3 separate regions of the Mus musculus genome follow, and all the other regions are linked to region 2. The links are chromatin contacts, called in public ChIA-PET and HiChIP or PLAC-seq maps. All regions are on one chromosome and are shown on one strand. Each heading gives the region's core, a stretch centred on a gene start, on an enhancer-like site or on the middle of the called end of the contact. The rest is flanking DNA. Distances are from core to core; before and after follow the strand shown. Region 1 has its middle 27 kb from the start of Clpb. Region 2 holds the start of Art2b (ADP-ribosyltransferase 2b). Region 3 has its middle 37 kb from the start of Art2b.

Evidence for each region. HiChIP or PLAC-seq counts read pairs in DNA pulled down with a chosen protein or histone mark. ChIA-PET counts read pairs in DNA pulled down with a chosen protein or histone mark.
Region 1: a contact with region 2 is called in an RNA polymerase II ChIA-PET map of effector CD8 T cells, with 37 read pairs. The contact joins the enhancer-like site here to the promoter of Art2b in region 2. A contact is called at or near these places in 2 of 39 promoter capture datasets (both in liver), 8 of 484 Hi-C or Micro-C datasets (the AML12 cell line, CD4 T cells, CD8 T cells and 4 more), 2 of 115 datasets of contacts at active chromatin or transcription factors (effector CD8 T cells and memory CD8 T cells) and 4 of 9 other capture datasets (adipose tissue, liver, macrophages and 1 more).
Region 3: a contact with region 2 is called in a CTCF HiChIP or PLAC-seq map of CD8 T cells, with 21 read pairs. The contact joins the enhancer-like site here to the promoter of Art2b in region 2. A contact is called at or near these places in 2 of 39 promoter capture datasets (both in liver), 1 of 15 datasets of contacts at CTCF or cohesin (CD8 T cells), 12 of 484 Hi-C or Micro-C datasets (CD4 T cells, CD8 T cells, CD8 central memory T cells and 4 more), 5 of 115 datasets of contacts at active chromatin or transcription factors (CD8 T cells, effector CD8 T cells, embryonic stem cells and 2 more) and 4 of 9 other capture datasets (adipose tissue, liver, macrophages and 1 more).

The regions. Positions count from the first base shown.
Region 1 is chr7:101,635,048-101,637,747 of GRCm38.p6, forward strand. No RefSeq gene overlaps it. Among named protein-coding and RNA genes, the nearest start is that of Clpb, 27 kb to the right of the region's middle. Within about 2 kb of position 1,279, at least 24 of the 459 cell types and tissues checked have an H3K27ac peak or open chromatin away from gene starts, as enhancers often do. A contact at or near this core is called in CD8 T cells, CD8 central memory T cells, effector CD8 T cells and 1 more, where this site is marked.
Region 2 is chr7:101,579,551-101,582,591 of GRCm38.p6, forward strand. It overlaps Art2b (ADP-ribosyltransferase 2b), which reads right to left and starts at 1,611. Exons shown (of 3, transcript NM_019915.3): 1 at 1,561-1,611; 2 at 354-1,089. The coding sequence starts at 1,611. It overlaps Gm45995 (a long non-coding RNA gene), which reads left to right and starts at 1,371. Exons shown (of 2, transcript XR_001778239.2): 1 at 1,371-2,107; 2 at 3,027-3,041.
Region 3 is chr7:101,616,335-101,619,065 of GRCm38.p6, forward strand. No RefSeq gene overlaps it. Among named protein-coding and RNA genes, the nearest start is that of Art2b, 37 kb to the left of the region's middle. Within about 2 kb of position 1,272, at least 37 of the 459 cell types and tissues checked have an H3K27ac peak or open chromatin away from gene starts, as enhancers often do. A contact at or near this core is called in CD8 T cells, adipose tissue, liver and 2 more, where this site is marked.

The DNA.
Region 1 (2,700 bases), core at 29-2,528, 55 kb after region 2:
GATAGGCATGGTTCAGGAAGAGCTGAGAGTTCAACATCTTCATCTGAAGGCTGCTTGCTAGCAGAATACTGCCTTCCAGGAAGCTAGGATGAGGGTCATAAAGCCCACACCCACAGTGACACAACTCCTCCAACTGGGCCACACTGTCTAACAATGCCATTCTCTGGGCCGAGCACATACAAACCATCACAGGTAACATATACCTATTAATCCTGCTACTCATGCTGAGGTAGGAAGGTGCCATGAGTTCCAAGGCAGCCTGGACCACAGGGTAAACTCCAGGTCAGCCTATGCTAGAGTGATACCCTTCCCCCATTTTCCAGTAAAAGGATCAGTAGTTCAAGGTCATCCTCTGTGACATAAGAGATTCAAGGTTACATGAGGTCTTGTCTCAAAAATCAAATAAACAAAACACGAAGATTTTGGGCATGAGCAGAAAGGGATAGTGATTTACTAGAAAAACACAAAAGTTCTCACTGAACCCAACAAGGAGTACAACCTGAGGGTAGCTTTTATCTCTCAGCCTGCATGGCAAATGCCACTGTCCCACGAATCCCTTCCATCAGTGTTGCAGAGGTCACAACCCAAAGAGACCAAGACAATTATCTCTTGTCCTTATCTCACTTTGCCAACTCCTTACATTTCTATCACCCAGAGAGGGTGCCCAGTAGTAGGGAAAAAGCACTGTGAGAGAGTCAGAGGGAGACACTTTGCTTTGCAGCTGCTGGATAGTCTGTCAATAGTCATATCATGAGAAATACTATGAACTCTGGCTGCAGGTTGTAGCTAGGAATCTTGAACTGGGAGCTGGACACAGAGGACACAAGTAACTGTATTGTCACTCCAAAGTGAGCATGAAGTAATGTGTGGTTTGTGTCTGTGGAGACACCTAAAATTATACATAAAAGGAGAGGAAGGAGACGACAGGTGTGCGCCCTGGGCAGTAGTGAACAGGCTGGGTGACTGTTTCTGTTTCACCAATTTCCCTTATGTGAGAACATCTTGAGATGCCAAACATTACTTCTCAAACTCTGCTGGCAGAACCCAGTCCTATGGCCACACACTCCTGCCGGGAAGAATAGAGAGGGAGCCCCAGAATATGCCAGGAAGGCAAAGAAAGAGGTTTGGTGAATGTGGCGGTTTAAGTAGAATGGCCCCCATAGACTCTAGTGTTTGAATGCTTTTTCACAGGGAGTGGCACTATTAGGCCTTGTTGGAGGAAGTGGGTCACTGAGGGTAGACTTTGAGGTTTCATGTGTTCAAATGAGACCTAGTGTGGCACACAGTTCCCTTCATCTGCCTGCAGATCAAGATGTAGATCTCAGCTCCTTCTCCAGCACCATGTCTGCCCAACTGCCACCATGTTTCCCACCATGAGAATAATAGACTAAATTTCTGAAACTGTAAGCCAACCCCATGTGTTCCTTTACAAGAGTTGCCTTCGTCATTGGGTCTACTCACAGCAATAGAGACTCTAACTAAGACAGTGTACATGTGGCCACTCTCTGCCACCAAGGCCTTTGATTCTATCCAAATGGCTTCAAAATCCTTTGGATTCCAGAAAGCCAGCTCTGTTCTCTGTCCACCATTTCCCCCCTTCTGGATAACAGTACCCCAGAAAATCCTAGATCTAACCTGGGCACAGGAGGCCTAAAACTTGCTTGTCCTTGTCTATGTTTGTGGTCTGGTTCTACACAGCAGTGAAGTGGGGGGGGGGTGTTCATTGCTGGAAAGAGGGGTAAGCTTCCTACTCAAAGAGAGAAAAGAAACACAAATGGAAAAGTAAAGAATCACAAAATAAACAACGTGTATTTCCCAGCTACACCAAAGAATCAACAGTATGCATACAATCTCTAGGCTCAGAATGGAGAAGCAGCTTCGCTGTCTAAACCTGCAGCACCAAAGACGTACTTATTGTCCAGCTCTAAATGAAATGAGAGGAAGAAAGCAGAAGAAATGTCATTCTACTCAGAAGCTAAACTCTCATATACATACATATACATATGTATATATAGGAACACACACATGCACTCATACTAGCGTGCTTGTGTGTGTTCCTGTGTGTGTGTGTGTGTGTGTGTGTGTGTGTGTGTGTGTGTGCATTCCACAGGCTTCCAATGTCCGCCATAGGTTCCAACCATTGTTTGCTAGTTGTTGTAAGGGTACTGTTTATCCAAGAGTCAAAAACAATATAAGGATATGATAGGGAAAGGACTGACATTTATACTTGAATGAACATTAGGCTCTGATGGAAAATAATGCAAAGTGGGCATTGTTGTTTACTTTATAATCAGAGCACTGAGGAAGCTGTGGCATGAGGACCATGAGATCCACAACAGCTGGACTACAGACTGAGACTTTATATCAGATAAAGAAAGAATAGAAGACATGTAAAAAATTCATTACAGCCAAGAAACATGTTCTATACCTACATTGCCATCATCAGATGGGTAAATAAGAAATGTGTGGGTCAGGAGATGGCTCAGGAGATACCCTGCAAGCCTGCAGACCTGAGTTTGAATCCTCACAGCACATGTTAAGAAAAAAAAAAAAAGGCTGAGTGGTGGTGGGGCAGGCCTTTAATCCCAGCACTCGGGAGGCAGGAGCAGGTGGATCTCTGTGAGTCTGAGGCCAGCAGCCTGGTCTACAGAGTGAGTATCAGGACAGCTAAGACAACACAGAGAAACTGTGTCTAGAGGG
Region 2 (3,041 bases), core at 361-2,860:
CCCTGGGATTAATCCAAATTCAAAATTTCTCTATGCAAACACATAAAATCCCTGTGATCTCTTCCCATAGTTCCACTTCTGCCTCCAAAGACTTCTCATGTTATCAGAAACCCTTCAGGGTGTCAGGGCTACTCTGACTGGTAATAGTTTTTTTCCTGATATGGCTCACTGTTTCAATCATTTCTGATGTACCATTACTGCAGCACATGTCCTTGTCTTTACCAATGCTACCATTCACTGTTCCAGACCCTCACCATGTGCACTGTCTATCATATTGCTTCAAGTAGGGAGCACCTCCTCTTCCATTTCATGAGGTCCCCTGCCAGCTCCATCTCTAACACAGACAGACTCACCTGATATACTGAAATCAATGTTGACTGTTTGAGCAGAACCATTATAGAAGCAATTGAAGTTGCTCTTCTTCCTTTCTGGGGAGTCCAGAAATATTTCATTATACCCATTATCATTTTGTGCTGTGACTTTGTGATATACTTCATAGCCTGGAATTAACACCTCCTCTTCACGAGGGAATGAGGAGAATTCTTTGATATTAACCCCCAAGCAGGTTCTGATGATAAATAGTGTCCCATGATTACTGAAAAAATTTGAAGAAAGAGCTACTCTCTTTGTTAAAGATGAAGAACTGAACTGCCCAAATCGCACAGAGCCCTTCCCAGTGTATTCAAACATGACTTTAGTACCTCGGTAAACTAAACTACAACCCTGGTCATTCAAAAGCTGAACAGCTCTTGTTAAGTAGTAATGGAAGGCCTTGTAGTGGAAGTTATCCGGACTTTTCTTGAAGTCTCTAACAGCTCTGTTAAAATCTATAGCGAGGTTCCCAGTGTAGGCAACTAAAGCTGTCCCATGGAAATCATGGAAACCTGCCGGATAACTCGTACTGTTTTTGATCTCTTTCCAATTTATCTCTGCTTTTTCCCACTCAAGTTTTAATTCCTCATTCATGTTGAAGTCTTCTTGTAACAGCTGGGGTGCCTTTTTCTCCATGTCTTCGACACAGCTCTCATACTGATCATCAAATGCATTAGGAGCCATGTCTAGCATGAAAGGCACTGCAAGGCCAGTCACCTGAAAGAAAAAAGCAGGGCCCTCTGTTACCACTAAGTTTGCTAAGTTCCCAGCATGTGCTGGATGCTGTGGAGCCTGCAGCATGAGATGTCACATACACCCACCTCACACATGGCTCAGGCATGGACACAATCTCATTCCATCCTCAGAAGGGAGAAAGGCAAGGCTGAGATCTCTGACTCCTGTGTGTTTGCAGATACTATACTTCCTTGTTTACTCAATTAGTTCTTTAGTGAGCACACAAAACAAGAGGCCTCATCATGACCTTTGCATATTCATATATCATTGCAGATTGCTCATATTCACCCCCCCCACACACACACAGCTCTGTGATATTATCTCTATATTACCTCTTCAAAGGTTCATGCTCTCCAACATCCGCTACCACAGACTCAACTGTGGGAACTGTCATATTGCAAAGAGGTGGGCAGGGGAAAGAGAGGTCAACAGGATGTGGGTTGAGAATATTACCTGCTGGGTTAGCCACCAAGTTAGGAAGAACTTGAAAATTTTTGATGTCATCGTCAAGTTAAAAAACAGCTGCAAGCAAATATAAGACAATGAAAGAGGTGTGCACACAGTCGATTAACATTCTGTTGATGGAGCAGCTCTGGGGTAATGACTCAGTGTCTATGTCGCATCCAGGCTCCTGCTCACACTACTCCCAGAATGGCATATCAGGACTCTGTGAACCAATCTGCTTGGGTCCCTTACCAGTGATGTGGTCATCAATATCTTCTCTATCTATCTAGTAAGGAGCTATGATTAATTAATCTTGTTAGTACTCAGAGATGCACAGATGTCCTGAGGAAAACGGACAAGACATATGTTTGCAGATCGCTGATAGGCTGTGGTGTTTTTCTTTGCCCAGATATGTAAACTGTTGTCTGTGTTGGATTACCTTGGGGCTCTCAGTCAACTTGATACCTCTGAATGAAGTCTCTTAATTGTATCAGTACTCACTATGTTCTATATTGGCTATGGCTGTCCTCCAATGAGCCAGTGTGCCCATATGAAGGTAATGAAACCTTTAAGAGGTGAGGTCTATTGGGAAGGGACCAGGTCCTGGAGGGCATCACCATCAGAAGAGATCGATTGAGTCTTGTGGGATCCTACTCAGTTTTTGCAAGAGCAAGTCCAGCCTCTGCCTGTCTGGTTTCCTCTCTTGCATGTACTCCCTTCTGCACATGGCAGTGGCTTCTCTGCCACATTGTGACTCTGCCAGGAAAACCCTAACCAGCCAGCACTGCCATGGTAGTTAGACTGTGAACTAAGTGGACACATTGATTGTAAACTTTACAGCATTAAGAATTTTGTGAAAATAATAGAAAACACAAACTGAGGAGATAGCTCAGTGTGTACCATATTTGCCTTGCAAACATAGACCCGAGTTTGATTCCCAGAGCCCTAAGGAGAAAATCAGGGTACGGAGAATGCACTTGTAATTCCAGCACTGGGAGTTGGAAAGAAATGGATTTGTGTGATCCCCCGAACTTCACTAGACAGAACAGCCTACTCGATGTGTCTCAGGCCCGTGGGAAACCCTGTCTTTACAAAACTGGTGGACAGTGCCTGAGTGAATAGAGCAGAGGTTGTCCTCTGCTTCCACATGCATGTCCCCACACATGCAAGCACATGCAAGCACATCCATGTCCCCACACATGCAAGCACACGCATGAGTAGGTGTCATGTACACACATAAAGAAAAGGAGAAAGAAAGGTAATAGACCAACACGGCCTGCCTTCTTTAGAGTTATGGATGTTTATTGTTTTCACTGCTTCTTGAGGGTGGAGATTTAAAGTGTCCCCTGAGTTGCAGGAGTAAGGAAGAGTGGTCACTCACTGTGACCCTTTATTCCTTCCTATCTTCTGTCTTTTGGGAAACCACAAAAACTCCACTCCATAATTACCTAAGCCTGTTGTGTTACTTTCCACAGAATTTCTACTGAATC
Region 3 (2,731 bases), core at 22-2,521, 36 kb after region 2:
CTGGCTGGCAATACTCAGGTGTGCTTAACTATGCCATAATCATTTGAATTGTACTACAATCCTGCTTAGAGATGGGAAAAGGTTATCACTGACGACAAGGAAGTAAGGAGAACTTAAGATGAAATTTCATAAGTACTGATTGGGATTCTCGAATAATGATTAAGGAAAATCTGAAACTGTGTGAATGCTCTGAAACTCTGTATAATAAAGATAGCTAGAGCTATTCGAGGCCATTTGCTTGCACAATAAGTGGTCAGAGACCTTTCTTTCACTGACCCCACATCTCAGTTCTGGGTTAATGAACTCACTGGACAAACACTCCAGGCATGCGTGCTTAGGAATCTGAACTCATGTTCTGAACTCAGTAGGTAGTAAACACTATCCACTAAGCTATCTCCTCAGCTCCTCTAGAGGTTGTCTTTTTTTCAAGTTCAGTTTGGGGTTTTCCTGGTTCTTGGTTGATCCTGTAGAGACCAAATGCTTGATTCCCCTTAAATTCATCTATTAATTCCCTAATGCCCTATGTGAGGTCACTTGAAATTGGAGCCTTAGAGAGGTAATTAGGTTAGATGGAATTGTAAAGGGTAGAGCTGTGCTCTGCTGAGAATAATACTCTCTGAAGAAGAGGCAGCTATGGTGACACACTGGGCTGTCCTTCACTCAGGAGGCTGAAGCAGAAGGATCCCAACTTTGAAGCCAGCCTGGGCTACATAGGGAGAACCCTGTATTGAGAGACAGAGACAGAGGACAGAACACTGTAGGAAGCAGAGGAGGTCCTGAGTGAAGTTCTGATGTGGGCAGGGCAAGAGCATTTCCCCTTAGTGGCTAGGCTAAAGAAGGATGTCAAACCCTTCCTTGGGGGTCCCAGTTAGAATGGATGGAGCAGTGTGTACAAAAACTAGCAACCGTGGCTTCCTCTTCCAGTATGTTTATAGCCTGAGACTGCTCATCTATGAAGACCTCCTACCTAGACTAACCAGTCCGGCCCTCTGTACTGTGCATAATAAATGCACTGAGGTTCCAGGTTGTGGTTCCAGGTTGCTGGATATATAGATGCAGATTCATCACTGCCCAGACACCCATTGGACCCCAGCTTTCTGTATGTGTGTCTGTCCTTTCTTCATTCCTTTGCTGCCCCAGTCAAGGTTCCAGGACCCTCAATGGTCATGGCAGAACATCAAAAACGTGTTCTCTTTCTGGCCCTCCTGTGAGCACAGAGTTGCCTGTAATGGAGGATGCAGCAGGAAGTGGGCATCTACTTGCCAAAAAAGAGAGAGACTCGTGGGGAGCCAAACTGCCTTGTACTTTGTTCTGAAGATGTTACAGCCTCCATGGCTGTGACATAAATTCTGGTGTTCATGGCACCCAGACTAGGGGTACTGGTGAATGAAAACCTGAACAGGCAAGCACAGCATGATCAAAATAGTGGGTGACTTAAACCCAGAAATCGTGGGTGTTTGTGCGATGAGACTCTGGGTCTTACTTAAACCTGTTCTAGCAACACGAGGGGCTCCACGCTCCACCTCAGTGTTGCCAAGTGTGGGTAGGACAAGTTCTCCACCCAGCCTCCAACTGCCAGGTTCCATCTGTGCAAAAGGAGGAGGGCTCCCTGGGAGGGCCTTGTAGGAAATGACAGGCCAGGCTCCCTGCACAGTCTCTGCAGTATGGGGGAGTCTTATTAAGGCTCAGCGGGATGAGAGTCCCAGCTCCTTACTCAGCTTTCCCGCTGTTCCCCCAGCAGGGAGCTCAGTGCCTCACTGCAGATGAGGGTAGGATCCGCAATCCCACTCAGCCTTTGCCGCCATATGGGTGATGCAGTCACAGACTCTTTTCTCTTTGATGTTTGGCTAGAATGAAGCAAGTTGCATTTTGCACTAAGTTTTTAAGACTCTTCTGGGGGTTTTTTTGTATATATTAGTTGTTCATTATTCTTCACTGATGACTAACATTCCTGCCGTAGTTTGCATTGTAAGTATACCCCCGAAGGCCTGGTCCCTAGGTAGCACCATGGGAGGCGGTAGACCTCTATGGAGTGGGACTTATGGGAGGGAGGGTTTATACTGTCCAAGGTAACAGTGGGATCTGGGCCTTTCTTTTTCACTTTAGTTTTCTGAGCACGAGGTAAGCAGTTTCGTTTTGTCACATGCTCCTACCATGGTGTGCTATCATCAGCCCAAAACCACTGGCCAACCAATCAACCACAGCCTGCAATCTCTGAAACTTCGAACTAAAATAAACCTCTCTCTATCTCAACCTCATGCTCTACTTCTGCCTATATATACAGCCAACCCCTTTTTGCTTTGTAAGTTAACTACCTCGGGTGTGTGTTACAGCAATGCAATGCTGACTGACAGCTTGATATATGTGATATATAGCTTTCTGGATGACCATGCCAGTACATGTTCCACAAATATATACTCCTGTCTGTGGCCTCTCTTTTTCTCTGTTAATGATGTCTTTTGATGTACAGAAATTCTTCATGTTGATGAAATTCAGCTCACCATGTTCTTCTTAGTATATCTGCTCCATCTATATTCTCCAAGAAACTCGGCTACTTCATTCTAGCCCCACACTGAAGGCGGTAGCCCGCTCTGAATTAACTTTCAATGACTGTATAAGTGGGGTCAGGGTTCCTTTTTCCAACACAGTTATCTCATCGACCCGATTTTTTAAATAGCCCTGACAAAGTGAAGTGGAGTCTGTCATAAATCCCACTCATAAATAACATGTG